2 separate regions of the Zea mays genome follow, and region 2 is linked to region 1. A link is a contact called in public Hi-C data. All regions are on one chromosome and are shown on one strand. The core of a region is the stretch at or near the end of the contact, and the rest is flanking DNA. Distances in the headings are between cores, read along the strand shown. Region 1 has its middle 36 kb from the start of LOC118476660. Region 2 holds the start of LOC103650090 (quinolinate synthase, chloroplastic).

What was found. A called contact is a pair of places that touch in the nucleus more often than the background predicts.
Region 2: a Hi-C map of leaf shows a contact between it and region 1, with 2.3 times the contacts expected there. The contact joins the promoter of LOC103650090 here to the enhancer-like site in region 1. A contact is called at or near these places in 2 of 25 Hi-C or Micro-C datasets (endosperm and leaf).

What each region holds. Positions count from the first base shown.
Region 1 is chr3:53,014,106-53,019,125 of Zm-B73-REFERENCE-NAM-5.0, reverse strand. No RefSeq gene overlaps it. Among protein-coding and RNA genes, the nearest start is that of LOC118476660, 36 kb to the right of the region's middle. Within about 2 kb of position 1,350, at least 9 of the 20 cell types and tissues checked have an H3K27ac peak or open chromatin away from gene starts, as enhancers often do. A contact at or near this core is called in leaf, where this site is marked.
Region 2 is chr3:53,112,872-53,118,272 of Zm-B73-REFERENCE-NAM-5.0, reverse strand. LOC103650090 (quinolinate synthase, chloroplastic) reads right to left here and starts at 3,416. Exons shown (of 7, transcript XM_008675751.4): 1 at 2,615-3,416. The coding sequence starts at 3,343.

The DNA.
Region 1 (5,020 bases), core at 101-2,600:
TGAGCTGCCTATGATTGGGAGCACCAACTTCGTAGCCAAAAGTGTCACAGCTTGATCACCTTGCGAAGCCATTGTCGTGGTCGTGGAAGTGAGTTCACTGAAGGTGGGCGCCAATGTTGGTCACTTGTTCTCAAATGTTGTGAATCAAGAACAAGGCAACACAATTGTTAAAGATTAAAGAACTTTGTCCTTCGAAGCATTATTTCCTTTTAGATATAATGATCTTTGGACGAAGGTCATGAAGGACACACCTTTATCATTTATAGGAATGAGAGTTCATAGAGACAATATATGCTATTCATTCATCCATCCATACATTTATTTCATGATAAACATATGAACATTAATAAAATTTATATTACATTAATACCTTCGGTTTGTTTGAAGGTGTTGATGCGACAGCAATTACAATCCAGCGTGAACAGTACGGGGGTACTGTTCAACTATTTATTGGCACAGGACGCAGTCCGAGTAAAAATACATTTATGACCTTAACATGTACTCATAATCGTAACATAAATCATCAGAGATTAACTAGTCTTTTCCTCTTCGGCTCGGCATCATGCTTGACCTTCGTCGCCACCTTAAGCTGAAGCTGTCGTCCTTCGGCTGTAGCTTCGGCATTCATCGTTATCGCTTTCAGACAATGTCTTCGTCTCGAGGACCTTCGGCGGGGAAGAAGATCCTCAACATCACTTTACAAACGATATCTTCGTCTTGAGGACCTTCAGCGGAGAAGAAGACCCCAACCCATATGATAACTAATTCATGGTAATATAATTTATAACTTGATTAGAGGTTTATATTTTAGTCCGCTTATTACTATAGACATATTAACTTTGTTTTGTAAGATTAATCAACTAAACATAGGTTAAAAATATCTAATTATACACGTATGTGATATGATACAAATAGTGTTGTTATTGCATAGATAATTTTTTTTATGAAGCTAAGGCAACTTGAACGGATTAAATCAAAGTTAAAATATGTAAGATATAGATTATACAAGTTTCTAGTTTATTTGGTATTGATTTTATGCCTAAAATTAACTTCTATAGGCTAAACCGCAAAATCCCGATTTGTTTTCATTCACTTTAATTGACAAATGGATGGTGGGTTGATTTTGTAAGTATCCTATGCAAAATGCTCCCGGCGAAGGGGTATCAGTCGATCACAATAGTTTAGTCTTTGATAGATGGCCTAGATTAGATTAGTGCTTTTTATGAACTGGTACGTAACTTCAACCGCCAAATCTCAGATCAACGGTCGAGAGGCAGCCACATCTTGCACTAACCTACGCCCTCCATCACCGATCCTATGGCCCAAATCAAACTCCGTGAAGGGGTATGCCAAATTTAATTAGGGCCACGACATTTTGATCCAACGCTCCTGATTCCATCACCGAACTGCTACCTTGCATTCTAATCCTATCCATCTCTTTGGGATCAACCGGTCCAAGCCCGTCACCTTTCTCCGGCGTCGCCAGGCGGCAGAGCAGAAGCCTCGTGGTGGCACAGCTCACCGGAGACACTTGCCCCAGCGCTTAGCTTCACCAAAACCTACCTCGATCAATTATATGTACGTAGCTGTGACTGTAGCAAAGCATATGAAGGTTACATACCGGGGGTTTATGTGGTAGTGGTCGCTACCTGCCTCCGTTGAGCAGCGGCACCATGGCGGCGGCCTTGCTTCGGTTAGCAATTCTGAATACTCCGAGGAACATTGCGCCCACATACTAGCTTGCACGCGATCCACGAGCATAGGAGACCCTCCTCGACCCCATGCCGAGGTCCATTTAGCACTGCTGCTCGCGGTTCGTTGGCGACGGCTTCCTCACCAGATCTCTCTCTCTCTCCGGTGATAAGGGCTCCAGATAACAAATTATAAGCGCAAGGGCCCAAGCGCCCAGCCTAAATACTCGGGTGCGACATGGTTTGAGGGATTGCCAGGATCCCAACAACCATGACATGGATCGCAACAAACTCTACGACGGTTAAGAGCTAGAGTTGTTTGGAAGCCATGAAGAGGACGACGCTGACGCGTCAGGCCCATAGTGCAGCGATGGGAGGCGAGACTACGCATGTGTGGTGAAGGGCTGACGGGCAGGGAAGAAAATTTTGTACATACCGGATGTAAACCTTATCTTTTACAGCCCCTCACATCCACCACTCGGAGGCCCACAAACACATATCAAAATTTACAAAAAACCCTTTAATTATTTGTTTTTCTTTTATTTATATGGACCAGTAGCTGGAATATGTGAGGGACTGTAAAAATGATTCTTTACATCCTGTTGAGGACTTGTTCTCAAATGCTTTGTTTTAGCAGAAAGCAATAATTCTAGCGTAATGTGCCAGTGATTACAAGATTGCGTGAATAGTACAGGGGTACTGTTCACCTATTTATAGACACAGAGCGTGGCCTGTGAGGAATTACAATTATGCCCCTCATAAGGGATTACAACGGTGACTCAAACATTTATGGACTAAAAGGTCATTCTACTTTTATGTCGGTTTGTAAATTCCGAAGCTTCATGAAGAGGAACCTTCGGCCATCTCATACGAACAGCTTCAGCCGAAAACTGCTTCTTCCTACAAGACCTTCGGCGACGAAGCATAGTCCCAACAGTAGCCCCTTTCGCGGTGCTAGATCGTTTTTCGTAACGAGCTTGATCCGTGAAAAAAGTCTCCTAAGCTTCAGGAAGCCGAAGGTCCAAAAAACACCTTCCCTGAGCTCGTTGTCGAGAAACGATTCAATTTCCCAGCGCATAGCGGTCCCACCTTGCAGAGTTACTGTTTGGTCTCTGCGGTCCACCGTGCAGCGAGTGCAAGCGGCTGTCCGCCTGGTGTAAAAATCCTGGCGCTTCGCCTTCTTACCTGCAGTACTATATAAACAGACGAGTAGGTGTGAAGTTACCACAGCATTCATTGCTATTTGCACTGTTTTGCTGCCAAAATTTTTAACCATAGCCGAAGCTTGACTCTCGGAATCGAACGAAGCTCCAGCTTGAAGCCTGCTTCGTCAGAAGAAAAAACTTCGAAAGAAAAATTATTTAATTCCCACAAATTCAGAATTAAATGGCCAGAGTGCGTTCTACCGCTAGGGTTGAGCGTGAGGGAGGCGAAGTTGAAGGTTCGGAGACTATTCCCATCTCCGTAGCGATGCAACGATCCGGGCTGGTAACTTCGGAAAAGATCCCCAGTGCTGATGCAGAACAAGCAGAACAAACAACTGCCGAAGCAGAAGAAGAAATCATTGAGGAAACTGATCCCGAAGATGATTATCGTATTGCTATGCCAAGTAAACCCAGCCACTTGGACTTCGGAAAGTCTACTGTTTCAAAGGCTGATCTCTCCAAGATGGTAAAGTCGGTTTATTTCAGTGAAAGTCAGAAGAAGCTACTACGCTTCGGGGGGGAAGAAACTACCCCAAAGCCGGAGAAGGATGAAATAGTCATTTTCAAGAGTTTTCTAAAGGCTGGATTAAGATTCCCCCTACATGGGATTATTGCAGAGGTACTGAAGAGGTTTGGTATCTACTTTCATCAGTTGACTCCTAACGCTATCGTTAGGCTTAGTGTTTATATCTGGGCCCTCCGAAGCCAAGCGGTGGAGCCGTTTGCGGACAACTTTTGTCGAGTTCACGAGCTGCACTATCAGACGAAGGCTAGAAAAGATGAATTGCATGACAATTTTGGTTGCTATAATTTTGCTTATCGGAAAACCACAAAGTTCCTTGTAATCAGCTACCGAAGCAAATGGGCAGCAGGCTGGAAATCGGAGTGGTTCTATGTCAAGGTTGATGACGACAAGGAGAAGCTTGTGCAAAGTCCACTTGAACTAATCTTCGGAGAAACCCGACCTCGCTGCAACATGACACCAGAAGGTCCAACCCAACAAGCGTTGGATGAATTCAGAATTATTGCAGAACATATCAGTACAAGAGACATGGTTCAGGAGTTTTTGGCTTTCAGAGTTTTTCCTAGTTTAAAAGAATGGGAAATGCCGAAGCTAGAGGGGGAGAAGAAAGAAGGGGAACTTGTGCGGTTACCTTACTATTACAAGTTTAAGAAATACTTTAAAACACCTTGCCAAGAGTGGTTGGAAACAATTGAAATAATGTGCAATGAAATACTTGGCAATTACTCCAAAAAAGAAGATCAGTTGATGACTGCGGCCTTCGGCACCCGTCCGAAGCGAAGACTGAATCGAGTGCTGGACGCCTTGGGTTTTGAATACCCTGACTACGAGAATCTGAATAAAGGTGTCGGAGGCCGGAAAAGGAAAAGGATAACCGAAGCCTTAAATGAAGATGAGAAAGAACCATCAAAGAAGAAAATTCCGAAGAAGAGGAAAGCGTCTTCTCCGAAGCAAAAAGTATCCAACGAAGAAGAAACTCCCGCATCACACTCTGCCACTGACGTGGAGGAAATTTTGAAGGTAATGACTGAATCCCTGCCTGCGAAGCTAAGTCCATTGGGGCCTCAACTGACAAAGTTTTTTCAGAAGGAAAAGGAGCCCGAAAAAACGAAGAAAACGACTAAAGCAAAGAGACAAAGAATCATCGCTGTGACAGAGGTCATTGACAAGACACCACCGAGAGCTTCAGCTCAGAAGATACCGGCGGCTGAGGGAATAACAAATATTGAAATCACACCTTCGGAGGTCGCGGCTGCCGAAGCTACCTCAATTGAAGATTTGAACTTGGAAAGCACAATCGAACACATCGACAAAATACTGCTAGACATGGCCACATAAGAAGCTACTACTGCCGCCAAAGAGGCCATGGCCGCAGTCTCGGGGAAAGGAAAGGAAATTGCTGACGAAGCTTCAGAGGACGAAGCCTTCATGTTTCAAAATTTAGTTGGAGAAAAATTGTCAAAAACCGAAATAGAAGATCTTAAAGAGTATGCCAAATCTTGCGGATATAAACCAGGAGCACTCCTCTTCGGAGGTATTGATGATGAAAAATTAGACTGTATCCGGGATCAAACTGGAGCTAAGGTTATCGGTACTCTGTC
Region 2 (5,401 bases), core at 2,167-4,666, 97 kb before region 1:
GCAGACCATAGTCTCTAGGTCAAGCACTGAAGTTGAATATAAAGCCATTGCTAATGCCACATCAGAGTTGATGTGGGTCTAGTCACTTCTACAGGATTTAAAGGTTCTTTGTCCTCCTGCTGCAAGGATCTAGTCTAATAACATAGGAGTTACCTACCTTAAAGCAAATCCAAGGTTTCATGGCCTTATGAAACATGTTGAGACTAGTTTTCATTGAGATGGTTTCTATTTTGTGAGAGAAAGAGTAGCTAAATTAGTTTTGGAGGTCAGAATTATATCTACAAAGGACCAAGTTGCAGATGGCATTACTAAGACATTGACTATGCAGAGTTTTGGATGTTGTAATCAAGTTCCTGTCTATATAAATATACATCCCTATCGACCATAGAGGACAAGACAAGCAATTTAATATCCTAGTGCCTTGTTTCTTTCAAAGCCATCTAATAAGCTTTAGAGCTCTTAAGCATCCAACATCACACTGCTGCAACTGATCCTTGGACACACTAGAATGTCGACTTCTTGTGTGGATTATGATGACCAACTATCGCCCAGCTTATTTGTCTGTCATTCTTATATCATCCTACAGGGCAGCTACAATAATGGGCAATGCCAACAATAACTACAGCTGATTTCTCCTGGTGTGTGTGCCTCTTGATGTCATCATGAAGCAAAGGAATATTTGATCACGGTCGTCCTTCCTTTAACAATTGGAATTCTTGGAGGAAGCCTAGTTGCAGACTTTTCGATTGTGCCGCTCGAAAAAGACAAAAGACCTATTTTTCTCTCCCTTTTTATAAGCCTAGTTTACTGTCTGTTGGTCACTTGTTCTCAAATGCTACGAGTTAAGAACAAGACAACACAAATGTTAATGGTTAAAGACCTTCGTCCTTCGAAGCATTATCTCCCTTAGGATATAATTATCTTAAGACGAAGGTTATGAAGGATATACCTTCATCATCTCAATATGTAATGATAAGCAGGAACATATAGAACATATAAAGAATATTCATATCAAATCATTAGATTATCTTTATCCTCATTAAATAATCATGAACAAATATTTACGATATTAAATCACATTTATACCTTCGGCTTGACAGAAGGTAAGAATCCAAGAGTGACGTGCAAATGAATACAAGTCAGCGTGAACAGTACGGGTACTGTTCATCTATTTATAGGCACGGGACACGGTCCGGACAAAATTACATTCATGCCCTTGATAACTAATCATGATTATGACGCAACTATCAGGGACTATGCAGTCTTTTCCTCTTTAAGTCGGTGCCACCCTTCGTCTCAAGCGTGTCATCATGCCGAGGCTCTTTTAGTTGTAGCTTCGGCATACGACTTCATGCCACAGCTGCTTGCTTGTTATCTTGTCGAAGGTGTTTTTGCTTAGAAGACCTTCGGCGGAGAAGAAAGCCTCCAACACTACCGGTCTTGTTTCTGCTTGTACAGCTTGTGCAGTTCACATAGTTGTAGCTTCCTGGTTCTTAACCCTCTCTCCTTGTTTGTACAGTGGTGAAGTTACCCTTTTATTTTTAATAAAACTCTTAGGCTGGTTTGGTGACCAGAGAAATGTAGAGGATCCATGGAGGAGGAATTCCCTTGCTATTCATGGTGACCAGGAAATATAGGAGATCCATGAGGGTGGAATTGAATAGCAAGGGAATTCCTCTCCATAGATCCCTACATTTCTCTGGTCACCAAACCAGCCCTTAGTGGGGTCTCCCCTTCTGCAATTAAAGCTCAAAAAGAAGAGCATAGGTTAGATGGGACATGGCTCATATCACACGTCTTTTTTTCTTGGGTTGAGAGTTGGGACAAGGTCACAAACTCACAAGGACGAGGAAAGCTACAATAGATGAGGGTACTGTGGTGTTAAAACAGCTACAGTAACAGGTCAATTGAACTAGATAGGTTAGTGGTGTTTTGGAAAGTTGATGGGGATCGATGATATAATGATTGTTACAGCTTTCATGTGATTATTTTGCGACTATATGATTATTATTCTTTTACAATGCTAGAGTAATCATTCCATCGTGGTGAATTCATAGACTCCTAAGAAGCAACTAATCTTCATTTTCCACATTTACAGTTGTAGAGACACCACACAAGTTCCCCAAAGTTCCCTGGCAAAAAAATAAAAATAAAATAGGAAAACCTCTGTGGAAAAGGCTGAGTGCGATCTTTTTAGTATTATTCCCAAGTAAGCAAGATGCTAATATGGCCAATCAAAGTGGGAAAATAAGGCTGATGTTGACACTAGCTGGTTCATTCCCTATACGCAGGCTGACCAGAGTCTGCCGACCAAAAAAAGGAAAAATGCATGAGCCAATAGAAAAGATATCTTTTATTTCGGCGTTGCTGACTTTAGTGGAAAAAAGGGAAATGGAGCCCCATCCTTGGCAGATTCTTCACGTCGAATCTACCTAAGCAAAGCAAAACTTCTTTGTAGAAACTAGAAAGATAGTAGTAATTGGCCACTTGTTGAGGCGAGAATAGTGCCAGGAACATTGTAGCAAGCCGTTCGAGACCAACAGTGCCACGAACATTCATGTAGCCAACTAAATCAACGGAGCAAGCATGAGGATCAGGAGCTGAAGGAGCTCACCTGGGCCTCGGCATAGCTGCCCTGCGCGCTGACGGCGCCGTCGCGCGCGATGACGAGCGACGGAAACGGCTTCCCGGGGTGCCTACCCTCGCGCGCCGCGATGGCCGTGCGCGCCCGCTTCTGCATGCCGACAAGCACATTATGCCACGTGCTGGCCCGCGACCAGGCCGCCGTTGTCCCCGCCCCGAGCGGCGCGAGGTCGGGATCGGCGGGGTCGACGGCGAGGACGTCCTCAGGTTTGGCCCCGTCCAGCGCGGCGACGAGGCAGGCGCAGTACCCACGCGAGAGGTCAGAGTCGGAGTCCGCCGAGAACCACATCCGCCAGCCCGTTGACGCGTTGCAGCGAGCGACGAGCCACACCCGCGCGACGCAGCCCATGACGCGGTTGCCCTGGGCGCGGTCGGGCTCCGGGAGCCGCGGCAGCGCGGCCGCGAGTGAGAGGAGCCGGCGCGCGCGATCTGCGTCAGATGGGAGTGCGCGGAACTCCTCCGCAAGCAGGCGGAGACGGAGGCGCGGGTGCGCCTTGGCGGCAGCATCATCGCAGTCGGCGCGCGGCAGAGGCGGATGTGGAGGAGGGGCACGGGAGTGGGCACAGCGAGCAGCGAGGAAGGAGCTTTGACGGGGAAGGAGGCCGCTTCGGGAAACATGGAGAGGAGAGAGAACGCGTCGGGGCAACAGTGAGGAGGCGGCGGCGCGGGGCAACAGTGAGGCGGCGGCGGCGGCGTCCATGTCGTGGCGTTGGTGTGGCCGTGTTGTAAAATGCGCGGACACTGAGGCCTGAGGGACGAGGCGCGTTTTGCTGGGGACCAATTCGGCCGAGATATTTATCTTTCTTTTCTACTCCATTGATTCCTAGAAAATGCTCCGTCAACTAGTATTTAGCAAGTTGCTAGTCTCCAATAATTTCAAATTCTTATATTGTTAAATATTTTTAGATTATACTATTTCAAATTTGGTTTCATTTTTCCAATAAAGTTTAGTAATCATTATTCTTCTCTTGATTATTATTTTGATTTAGTATAAATTACGGTCGGTCGTTTTTGTCTAAGGTAGTGTTTGGTTCCATAATTCGTTCTAGATTTCGAGGATAGAACGGCATCATTCTATGTTTATTTTATCAAAACATAAGGTCTCTTTTGCAAAATGCAAAAGAAAATCGTTGGCCAATGGGTATCGACGCATGACAGCCATCCAATCTGCGCACAACGCACCAGATTAAAACCCCAAAACCGTTAACCCGTTACGTGACCAGGGACCATTGGATTGAAGATCGACGGCCCAGGAGACACCCACGCGTGATCCGATCCGATCTAATCCATTAGTTAGCCGATCAACGGCGTAGACCTTATGCACCGAAATGGTATACATTCGTCTAATCCCGAGGCTGGTCGTTCAATGGTCAGGGACGCGCCATCAACCTCTACGGCGGAGCATAGCGGTGCTTGCCAGCCGCGGAGGCACGGCCGGCGTAGAGCGAACCAGCGCCACGATGCACGATTCCAACTAAGAACGAGCGCTACATGAAGCTTAGGACAAGGCAATTGTGTGAGGGTATCCTTACCGAAGATGCAGATGTGAGGGCGTGTGGTCTACGGAAGGGGCAGCATCGTTGCTCCAGTTCAACTCCGGTGAGGAATTCTCGGGACCGGTTGCTAATCTCGGGCAGCGAAGCTTCGGTACCTTCGCGTGGCACTCTGAAGGCTCTAGGCCTGTCTTCGAGGTTGCGTCGCTGTCACACCCGGGTTTTAAGTACCCGAAACTCGGGCGCGAACGTAATCACCAAGTGTGCTAGTACCAGGTCTCACACATATGACGACTCATGGTACAGAAACGAATGTCACATATTTACTATATAATAGGAGTTATATACAAAATAGTTAAATAATTACATCATATGAAGACAATGATCCAGCAACCACAGTTGACTGGGAGACGATGGTCTAGATCTCTCACGAACTCATCACAGCATCCTCCATGTGCCTCATCCTGCGGTACCTGTTCTTGACCTGTGGGTGTGTGAGACAGCAAGGGTGAGCTCACATACGTTTATCGTTCAACAAGTTGTGGGGAATAATGTGCATGAACTCGCCAAAAGTGGGAGCTCATGTGAAGTGTAAGGCTTACCAAAGAGGATGGTTAAAGCTAAGCATTGTTTTTAAAGTTGGTCAAAATTTTATTAGCTGTTACTAAGTATAAGTAGATACAAAACCAGAGTAATAATTGATCAAAATTAATAATAAACCACAATGCGATGCAAATGATAAATTGAATTCAATTCCATAAATTAATCATGCGAGAGTCCTGAGCTGCTCATGACCGCGAGCACGGCTAGTATACCAGTTTTACACTCTGCAGAGGTTTTACCCTTTACCCACAAGTCATGTCACCCGGTTGCCAAGGGGTCTAGAAGTCTCATTCATCTCTACCGAGGAGACGAGGTAGGATAACACTACGAGGCATTTACAAAGTTCCACTAGCTTCAGAAAACCCGCTACATTTTCTAAGGAGCGCAATGCAGGGATCCTCTGTCTGACCGCCATCGCAGCAAAACCAACCCGAGAACTTCCCTACACGCCAACTCACCTACTGCCCTTGCCCCTTTCGGGCAAGGTAGTCCTCCACTAGTTTTCCTAATTAGTCAGCCAAGTGCGTCCCATCCTTGTAGTGGCACGTGTTTCTCAAGTTAAACTCTATGTTCCAATTAACACAATGATCTTGTCATAAACAATAATTAAAACAACATTATAATTGGAACATGATCATAATGTAATATTAATCCCAAAACCA